Regions from separate parts of the Mus musculus genome. Here region 1 is linked to region 2. The links are chromatin contacts, called in public Hi-C maps. All regions are on one chromosome and are shown on one strand. The core of a region is the stretch at or near the end of the contact, and the rest is flanking DNA. Distances in the headings are between cores, read along the strand shown. Region 1 overlaps Cubn (cubilin (intrinsic factor-cobalamin receptor)). Region 2 overlaps Cubn (cubilin (intrinsic factor-cobalamin receptor)).

Region 1 (4,824 bases), core at 229-2,728, 180 kb before region 2:
TCCATATCATTGGTGGAATTTAAAGCATTGCAAAGTTGAAGTAGTGAAGATAATTCTGTTAGGCATTTGTGCTAGTTAGGTATTACATTTTATTAATTCTTTTCAGTTATCCAATGTACTGATATTGAGCCATGGACTCTAAGACAAATTAACTAGGACTATGGAAGGATATTTCAGTGTCTTCTCAATTGGCAAGTGCAGTTTCTGAAGACCGAAAGCCTAGTTTCATTCTACTAGGATAAAACCAACAATAAAAAGGTGACTTTTTGTTTGTTTGTTTGTTTTAAAAAAACAAAAACTAGTAACCAAGAGCTTGAGAGATGGATCAGCAGGTGAATACACTTGTTGCAAAAGCTCAGTGACCTAATAGGATCCCTGGATCCTATGGTAGGAGAGAGCCGACTCCTGACTTAACACACACACTGTGGTATGAACATAGCCACACACCAACCTACACATCATGCATACACATACACACATAATAAATAAAATTTAAAAGGAATTACTATCAAAGGCAGGAATACTACTAAGGTAGTTTAAAAAACATATGCCTTTTATTATTGCTTCATAAATATTTATTCCTTTAAAAGCCATACTGAGTCACTTTGAAAACATATTTCACATACAAATGCTATTATATTATAAAGTCCATGGAAAATTTTCATACTCACTTTACTCTTGAGAACAGAAATGTAACACAGAAAAATAACGGAGCTGAGTAAAGCAGACCTGGGTTTCTCTTCATCTTCTCTCATACATTGGTTCTGTGGCTGTAGGCAATCTTATTTGCTGCATTCCTGTAAAATAAGATGAAAACATTTGCTTTTGAAGATCATAGCAAGAAAGGCTATAGTTTACTTGTTTGTTTTCTTTTCTCCTCCTCCTTCTCTTCCCCCTCCTCCTCACTCCTCTTCCTCCTCCTCCATTTCTCCTTCTCCTTCTCGTTGCTGTTGTTGTTGTTGTTGTTGTTGTTGTTGTTGTTGTTCTTCTTCTTCTTCTTCTTCTTCTTCTTCTTCTTCTTCTTCTTCTTCTTCTTCTTCTTCTTCTTCTCCTTCTCCTTCTCCTTCTCCTTCTCCTTCTCCTTCTCCTTCTCCTTCTCCTTCTCCTTCTCCTCTTCCTCCTCCTCTTCCTCCTCCTCCTCCTCCTCCTCCTCCTCCCCCTCCTCCTCCTCCTTCTTCTTGTTGTTCTTTTCCTCCTTCTTCTGATTCTGGCTCTTCTTGTTTTTCTTCCTCCTCCTCCTCCTCTTCCTCTTCTTCCTCCTCTTCTTCTTCCTTTTCTCCTTCCTTTAATATTTAAATTAAGTGAAAGAAGTCTACTTTGCATATTGTTTGAAAGACTATAAGATTTATGTCCACTCAGCTCCAAGTGACAATGGCTAGGAAGAAGTAAGTGAGAGCTAAGGAGAGAGGGTTGCCCTCAGACACTTGAGCCCAATCTACTCTGACATCATAAGTAGTTTTCCAGTGGTTAGGTATTTAGCTATTAGAGAAACATACTTCTGAGTACTTCCTCAAGAGAAAGACCTTTGGATGAGGCATCATGAGTCAGTACCTTGTCAGAGGTGAATGTTTAGTGCATCTGTTCCGGATTTACACTTTCATCACTTTGTCCCAGCGGTTCCCAAATACCCTAATAGTCCTTGCATGGAAAATGCATTTAGAAAAACTTGTAATAATTGGTTCTGAGTTGTTTTGTTTTACATGTCAAACTTACAGAGTAAATATTTAGCAATGAATCAAATGCTTAAATATGTATAAGAAATGCTTAAAAATATGATAATCCCAAAGAGTATAATTTGCTTCCCTGGAAGAATGAGTTAGTGAAGAGGAGAGATAACAGGGCATAAGGGAAAGCATGGAAAAAGATGAGTAGCTATTAGATAGGGAGCGAACATCAAATCTAAGTCTAATTACTAATTATTATTAATTCATGACCTGGTTTTAATGAGTAAAGAAATCTTGGAATGCTCATAGACATTATTTATTAATTAAATAACTTTTCTATAATTACATAGTAGTGCTATAAATTACATGCAACATACTTACATATTTTTAAAGTATTCATTTACCTGAGATAGAAATTTAACTGTGTCCCCTGTATTCTAAGTTGGTAAGTCTGGCAGCTCTAAATGGTAGTGCATAGATTGTGGTTTTCCATATCTGTCCTCTCCATTTCTGGCAATACACATTGAACTCTTTTTACTTGGAAGTGACTCTGGGTATCACCCCAGCAATTGTTTCTCAATCCAGCCCTGACATGCCTTGATTGTTTCAAACTCACTTCTTGCACTATCACACTTTGACATCTGTGATTATTAGCTGAGCTCCTGGTACTGAATGCATAGTGCTACAACAACCTTTCTGCTTTGTAGCGAGTCTTCCTTTCCAGGAGCCTCAGGAAGTAGCTCAAGGTCCCTGACATGAGAGACAAACATGTTCTCCAGATCCTCCCTCGTCCTCCTCTGGCATTAGCACTGACATTCAGTTCCCTTTGGGATGAATCTCTGCTGGGGTCTAACCATGACCTCTGTGCTTGGCTTTTCCACTCCCTAGGATGTGCTCACACTTAGTCTTTGTGAGTCCTTCACCCCCACCACATCTCTCAACCTTACAAGATCCCTTTCCTATGCTTTGCAGAAATACAGCTAAGCCAGCAACTTAAAAAGTCACAACTAAACAAACTTCCCCTATTTGATTTCTGTTTACCTCACATTTCTAGTGGTAGTGCATCTCTTAGTATTTAGGAACCGTATGATGATTATATTTTGTTATGCATTAAAGTATGACTGTGAAGGAAATGTCCCCACTATTGACAACATCTCTTCCTGAAAGAATACATATTTCCTCTGTAATAGAAAGGCCCCTGGCAGAGACCATCACCTGCGCTTCTTGACAGGTGCTATAGGATGAATGCAGTGAACTTGCTGATCTCCCGTTTCCCTTCTTGAATGAACTCCATTACCCATGATTTACAGACACCTGACTTTTGACAGTACTGTTTGATGACTGAGATCAAAAGAATTTATTGCCCCAGTCCTATAAAACATTGAATCATGATTCTCTGACAATTGATTTGCAAAGATAACACAATCACTCGGTGCACTGCTCGGAGGAGAACTGAGGAATTTCGTTCTAAGGTTGCAGCTGACCAAACTGCTTGGCTGGTTTATTATTAACGTTATTGGTTTGCACTGATGGATACCTTTTATGGATGCCAATGGACAGAGTCTGGTACTAAAACTGCAAACCCTGAGCTTGTGCTCTTGTGTAACCAACAGATGTGACTGCACGCCTGATACGTATGGACCTCAGTGTGCATCCAAATATAATGACTGTGAACAGGGCTCTCAGCAGCTCTGTAAGCATGGCATCTGCGAGGATTTACAGCGAGTTTATCATGGACAGGTGGGTCCCTTCCCCTCAGTGCTTCTTGTGGAAACCAGTGTTACATGCTCCCCATGCTGATGCTGACTCTAGACCATCACTGTGCTGCTACAAGTGACTGTAGAGGTGAAGTCCCCTCCATTTCTTGGTAGGACACACACAAGCAAATGGGGAGATAATTTATACAGAAAACTGGATTCAGAAAACTGTGAGGCTTGGCCTCCTGGCCTGTATGTTTAACAATGACAAGACACGGAAACATTACAGGCTCTGTTTTGTCAATAGCATCTCATGTCTGGATTTTTCGGGCCTTGAGTCCCTGTGAAGGGCACACTTTGTGGATCTAGCTCTCCAGTCTTCCTCTCAGCTCTGGGTCCTAGATGGGTAGGGTAGTCTGGCTAGTTTGATGTTACAAGAATTTTAGTTATTCTGAATTAATTTTTAAAGATTCTTAAGAGATAGAAAACAGTCCCTTCTAGCAGTAGGAGTGAGAGGAAGGAGTGGAGAGAAGAGATTTTTAAGAAGGAAATGATTGCCCGAAGTCTGTACCTAGTTGGGTGTTTACCCTTTAACTACATAGCTGGCTGAGTCCATTGACTGTAATTACAGCTCTTGATTACTGTTACTCTTTCCTGGGCATCTTTGGGATAAATTATAGGATCCTTTTATCCTGAAATAAAGATGTTCCTTTCCCATGGTCTAGTCTAAATGTTTAAATCATATGGGAAGAGAAAGAGAATCCACTCAACTGACCTGATGCAAATGAACGTTTGAATGACAGTAAAGAGTTCAGGGTTTGGTGAGATATTCAGACCTTTTTCTCTCCTCTTCCCCATAGCCTTTATTCACTTTATTGTTTTCCTTTCAGCTGAGATTTAACTGTATCTGTGATGCTGGGTGGACAACACTGCCAAATGGTATCTCCTGCACAGAGGACAAAGATGAATGCAGCCTCCAGCCTTCACCTTGTTCAGAACATGCACAGTGTTTCAATACACAAGGTTCCTTCTACTGTGGCGCCTGCCCAAAAGGTACTTTCTTGGGGGACACATGCTAGGCTTTGAATACCACACAGACAAGGTACCAGAATCAACTTCCCTCTACCACTGATCATTTTTCCAGAGGTGCCTAAACCTACCTGCATGTCCTACTCAAGAGCATCTTAATGCTAGAACAGGTCTCCAGAGTTGGAGATTTGCTAGGCAGTGTGCCAGCATCCAACTTTAGGCCATAATTAGACGTGGGAAGAGAGTTATTTTCATTGTAAATAGGAGAAGTTGAGGCTTAGAAAGACTAAATAACTTCTCCATGTACACAAAGCTTATTCGAGGCCAGATATAAATCCACATCTGCCTGGCCCTGGATCTGAGGTGAGCTGCAGAGTACGCCATGACTCTGTCAACCAAGGCACATGTGCACCTAGAGCTGCATTTAGAGACTT
Region 2 (4,928 bases), core at 841-3,340:
TGGTATGAGGTTTCAAATTAATGAAAACAAAACCATTTCATTTCCTTATTTAAATCATTATTATAAAACTACATCTAAATTTTATAAATTCCACTTTTATATTATCATATGTTTTAAGACATGCAAGTAACATATGACTACTTATCTTGCTCTCTTTAAACAGAATGTTTTCCACTTTTTAAATTCCTGCTTCTGTAATTGTCGATATTTAGTAAAATCATATCCCTTTAAAGAGGGAGTATGCTTGTTAACGTGTCCTAAATTCTTCAAATTAATGGATGTGCTCTACCTGATGATATACTATACTATCAGTACACTATACAGTACACGGACGATATACTGAATACTCCGAGATTCAAACTCCTTATCAGACCTGGCATCACTTGTTGCAAAGAAATATTTTCCTACTATGAGACTGCCCATTAGGCAAAATAGTCACTATTTTGGATCTTTTGTTGAAATTTTTACTACTGTTCTGCTAAAATATGCGGTCAAAAAGGTCATGAAAATTACAAAAATTGGCTTTGAAAATAGGCTAACATTGCTAAAAAGACATTTTGCTAATGTGTGTGTACTTGTGCATAAATATGTTTTTATAATAAGCAACAATTTTATGATCAAGATTTAATTATAAAATTATTTAATAATAAAAGTTATCATTCTAACCCTTTACTAGACAAATCTTTACAAAGATCCATCTAATCATTATTTGTTTTCTATGTATTCCTTCACTGTTTTTTATATTATTTTTTATTTTATATTATTTCCTAGCTAATTACTATATGGGCAGTGATTTAAGAATGCAAAAGTGAGTTTAGCAAGGTCCTATGCTTGACAAACTCTAAATCAGAAGTCAACATCTCCTTGTAAATTTGGTATGATACCTCTCTTTTGCTATGAAAATGGCTGTCCTGAATCTTGGTGTAGGCTTTGGAGTACCAGACCCAGTTTCTAATCTTAACAAGTTTGGCTTGGGCAATATACAAAGCTATGCTGCCTTGGTCTTCTATTCTATAAAATGGACACATTTATCTTTGTAGAGGTCTGTAGTGTTGATTAAACTAGATAAACCTCTGTATTTATTTGACAACTGAGTACAGCTCTAACCAGCAAATTTGTCTTGAGAGGTTGACAGAGACTGGGATCCATACTTTCTATGAAGAAGAACAATCATGCATAACTACTGTGTCCTCCTGGGAGATTAATTCATATTGTTATGCAATAACATCTGAAAATGACTTATCTATGATTTCCATTTTTCTTGATTTAGAAATACACACACACACACACACACACACACACACACACACACACACATATCTCATCATCCTTTTCGACCAAAAAGCATTTGGTTGAAAACTCTAATTATACATGTACACATGTATTTGCATAACATATTTGTTGACCATTTTGCTTCCAAAGAGTATATTTGGTGTTTGGCTTTTTCTTCCAATTGGAGAATTTAACATTTAATACATTTTTGTGCAACAGAATTACTGATGTTGCCTGATTTCACTCAACCTTTGTGCTCTTTTCTCTTTGTCCTTCCTCTTTGTACTCTTTGTATGTTCCCTTAGCCATCCTTTCTTGCCTTTAAATGTTTTATTGCATTTAACTTGCCACTTATCGTGTGTGCATGTGTTTTGGATTGCGTGTCACAGTGCCCAGAACTTTGCAGGAGTCTTCCTGCTGTGTGGGTCTCGGGGACTGAACCCCATTCTTCAGCCTCGGGGCGGGCTCTTTTCGTCTGCTGACCTACCTCTCTCACTCCTTTTCTTTGCTTCTTAAAAAAAAAAAGTAATCACCTTTTATGTTATTTCACACACAATCTGTTATTTTAGCTCTTACCTTATAGACCATACTATTTATCTGTGGCTTGAATTTCTTTGAATTAGTATGGTGCCTACAGAATAGCTCATAGAGTTCATCTCAGTGAAGACAGTAAGAAGTGAACAACAGTCCTTGGCTTTATTTCTTGAGAGTGGCCACACCCCACCAAGCCCCCTTTTGATATAGATCTAAGTATACAGCAGAATGAATGGAAACCTGGGCTTAGGCTGCTACCTAGTGTTGACAAATCAGAGGTGCCTGTGCACAAAACAGACAAAGCCAGTCTCTGTACCGTCTTTACAGGCACAGCATTCTGTCCTTATAGAGATCCTGCTGGTCTTGGCAAACGTTGACCAAGGGAAGGAAGAGTTGTCATGCTGCGGTTTGATGCCTAGACTATTTAAGAAGTAGCTTTTGTGAACTGTAGTTACTCAACTGAGATTTGAAGGACTAGTCTTACCACATCATCCATGACTCACTATAATCTAATTTAAAAATAGCATTTTTATCATTTTATGATCAGTTCAGTGGCCTTAGAACATTATGCATGTGCCTTCATTTAAATGTGTACCCAGATATTCCATCTCCTTTAGTGATTACAAATGATGTGTTTTTCAGTCTTTTCCCTCTCTTGCACATTGCTAATACATAGAAATGTTACAGGTTTTGATGTGCTGTTATACATATTCAGATTTTGACTGACTGTATTCTTGGGTCTAAGAACTATCATACATATTCAGGTTTTGAGTGACTGGATTCGTGGGTCTAAGAGTGTATTTGCATATCCCTCAGAATTGTTCTATAAGGAGAAGAATGGCATCTGCAAACAGTGACACCTGGATTCCTTCCTTTCCAGGCTTTTGTTCCCTTAAGTATTAACGGCCAAGACTTTAATAGTGATGATTAAGAGTTGTAAGAAAACCACCATTTCTTGTCCTCATCTTGAAGGGCTGATTAACTGTTTACCTTTACCTTTGCTACTAGAGACTCACAGGATGGCTTGCTCATCTGAGTACTTGCCATGCAAGTTGCAATCCTCAGCACACAGATAAAAAGCCAAGCACAGAGGTGTGCATCTATAATCTCAATGCTGGGAGTTAGCCAGGAAGATCCATAGTGTTTGCTGGCCAGGCTAGCCAAATTAGCAAGCTCCAGATTCAGTAAGAGGCTCTATTTCAAAATATAATATGAAGAACCATTGAAAAAGAGACTGGATATCAGCCTATTGCTTTCCCAGGCATGAACACACACACACACACACACACACACACACACACACACACACCCTTCTTTCAAAAGTTTGCTAATAGCTCTAAGTTCTACAGGTATTCTTTATCAAACTGAGAAATTTCCCTTCTAATCTTAGTTTTCTGGGAGGTTTTTAACCTGAGGTTGTGCAGTATTCTACAAAATCCTTTTATAGAAATAGAGACAGCAAGTTCATCAGAAACCACGTTGAATCCTTAAGCAGATTCATAACGCTGGAGCAGCTGACACAACAGCTGTGAAAGTCCCAGTGAGGTTTACTCCAACTAAGGATGCCGAAGCCCAAGCTCCACAATCTGAAGAGAAGCCACCGTGATGTGACACACTCTGTCTGATGAGGGCACTGCTTTTAGATGCATCTGTGTTACAACGCCCCCAGTCACAGATGTTCCTGAAAGACAGGACTATACTAAAGTCAGGGTGATCTTTATCTTAAGTGCAGCTGCTCCCTAACCTCCAGAGACAGGCAAAGACCTCAAGAAGGTGCTGTCAGTCCTCAAAATAACTTCTTAATAAGCAGTCTCCCTCCACTAAAGCAGCTAAGATGTTTCTCCTAGATATGGCAGATATTTCTTCCCTTATCAGACTAATGCTGCCTTCAGCTTCACTCTGAAGTTTAATCTTTCAGGATTCAGTTACTGACTCAATTAAATAGATCTGGCCGAATCTCTGCTGAATATGGGTTTATACCTCCAGGAGGTCTCCCAGCTCCTGCCCCACACCTCTGTGCAAACATTTTTTTCTCCCAACCGAAGAAATAGCTCCTGATAGTTAAATACAGAAGAATGCTATAGTGATATTTGTTCTTGGGTACAAGGTATGTCATCAAAGTGGTTCTGGTAGAGTCTGACTGGTGAGAAAGGTGCTGGTCACTAAGCATTTTCTAAATGAATATATATATATATATATATATATATATATATATATATATATATATATACACACACACACACACTGTAACAGGAAACATGATCAATTTGTGATGTTGAAGCAGAACAATGTTAGGATATCTTTACCAGAAAGAAGGAACTTCAAGTTAGCAATTCAGAAAATACAGGTATACATGGGACTGTACCCTAGTTATTATTTATATTATAACTTGGCACTCCAGGTATGTGGGCACAGAGATGTGGCCTTCACTCTTTGTAGCATTGCTCCCTTTTTCTGTTAACATTACTGTTTACATCCTCCAAAGGCACACACTTGCATTTCCATCTGCCTTAGGAAAATTGGAAGCACAGAGAAGCTGCACTCTGTATAAATACTAAAACGGGACACTTTCTACCATCTTCATTTCCAGAACCCTGCAAATCCCCATCTGCTCACGTGATACTGTGTTTCTTTCAGTTACTTGGCTATTTTGGCCAAAGTTATCTGACTGATAATATTGGTTAACATTAGGTGATATTAGCTTTCCATTTTCTTTATTCTGTATTATATGAATTGACTTTTTTACAACAGTAAGACAAATTCTCTCTCTCTCTCTCTCTCTCTCTCTCTCTCTCTCTGTCTGTGTGTGTGTGTGTGGGGGGGGGAGGGGGTATGTATGTGCTGCAATGGTGACACTGTATAGCCAGCTGTTCTGATATCAGTAGCTTATAACAAAAGCATTTATGGGTACTCAGAGTCACTAGCCTGCCTCCATACCAGGCATATCTACCTCATGACACTACTTTTATTAGTAGTGGTATTGCTACCACGGTATGGTAAGTGTGCATAATGCCATTTACTTTGAGACAAGTCACTGTTCTCTTATTAACTTGTTGGCAATAATTAACACACAAATAGTGTTAAAATCTACAGGTTAATTTTTTAAAAGCAACAGTTCATTT

Evidence for each region. A called contact is a pair of places that touch in the nucleus more often than the background predicts.
Region 1: a Hi-C map of pancreatic cancer cells shows a contact between it and region 2, with 3 times the contacts expected there. The contact joins two enhancer-like sites. A contact is called at or near these places in 1 of 15 datasets of contacts at CTCF or cohesin (large pre-B cells), 4 of 484 Hi-C or Micro-C datasets (the N1E-115 cell line, bone marrow-derived macrophages, embryonic fibroblasts and 1 more), 3 of 115 datasets of contacts at active chromatin or transcription factors (CD8 T cells, extraembryonic endoderm stem cells and pancreatic cancer cells) and 1 of 9 other capture datasets (embryonic stem cells).

What each region holds. Positions count from the first base shown.
Region 1 is chr2:13,477,650-13,482,473 of GRCm38.p6, reverse strand. Cubn (cubilin (intrinsic factor-cobalamin receptor)) reads left to right here. Exons shown (of 67, transcript NM_001081084.2): 7 at 3,278-3,404; 8 at 4,252-4,414. Among named protein-coding and RNA genes, the nearest start is that of Cubn, 12 kb to the left of the region's middle. Within about 2 kb of position 1,478, at least 23 of the 459 cell types and tissues checked have an H3K27ac peak or open chromatin away from gene starts, as enhancers often do. A contact at or near this core is called in pancreatic cancer cells, where this site is marked.
Region 2 is chr2:13,296,448-13,301,375 of GRCm38.p6, reverse strand. The region is part of intron 59 of Cubn (cubilin (intrinsic factor-cobalamin receptor)); the gene reads left to right. All of the region lies in intron 2 of Gm13270 (a long non-coding RNA gene), which reads right to left. Among named protein-coding and RNA genes, the nearest start is that of Gm13270, 27 kb to the right of the region's middle. Within about 2 kb of position 2,090, at least 35 of the 459 cell types and tissues checked have an H3K27ac peak or open chromatin away from gene starts, as enhancers often do. A contact at or near this core is called in pancreatic cancer cells, where this site is marked.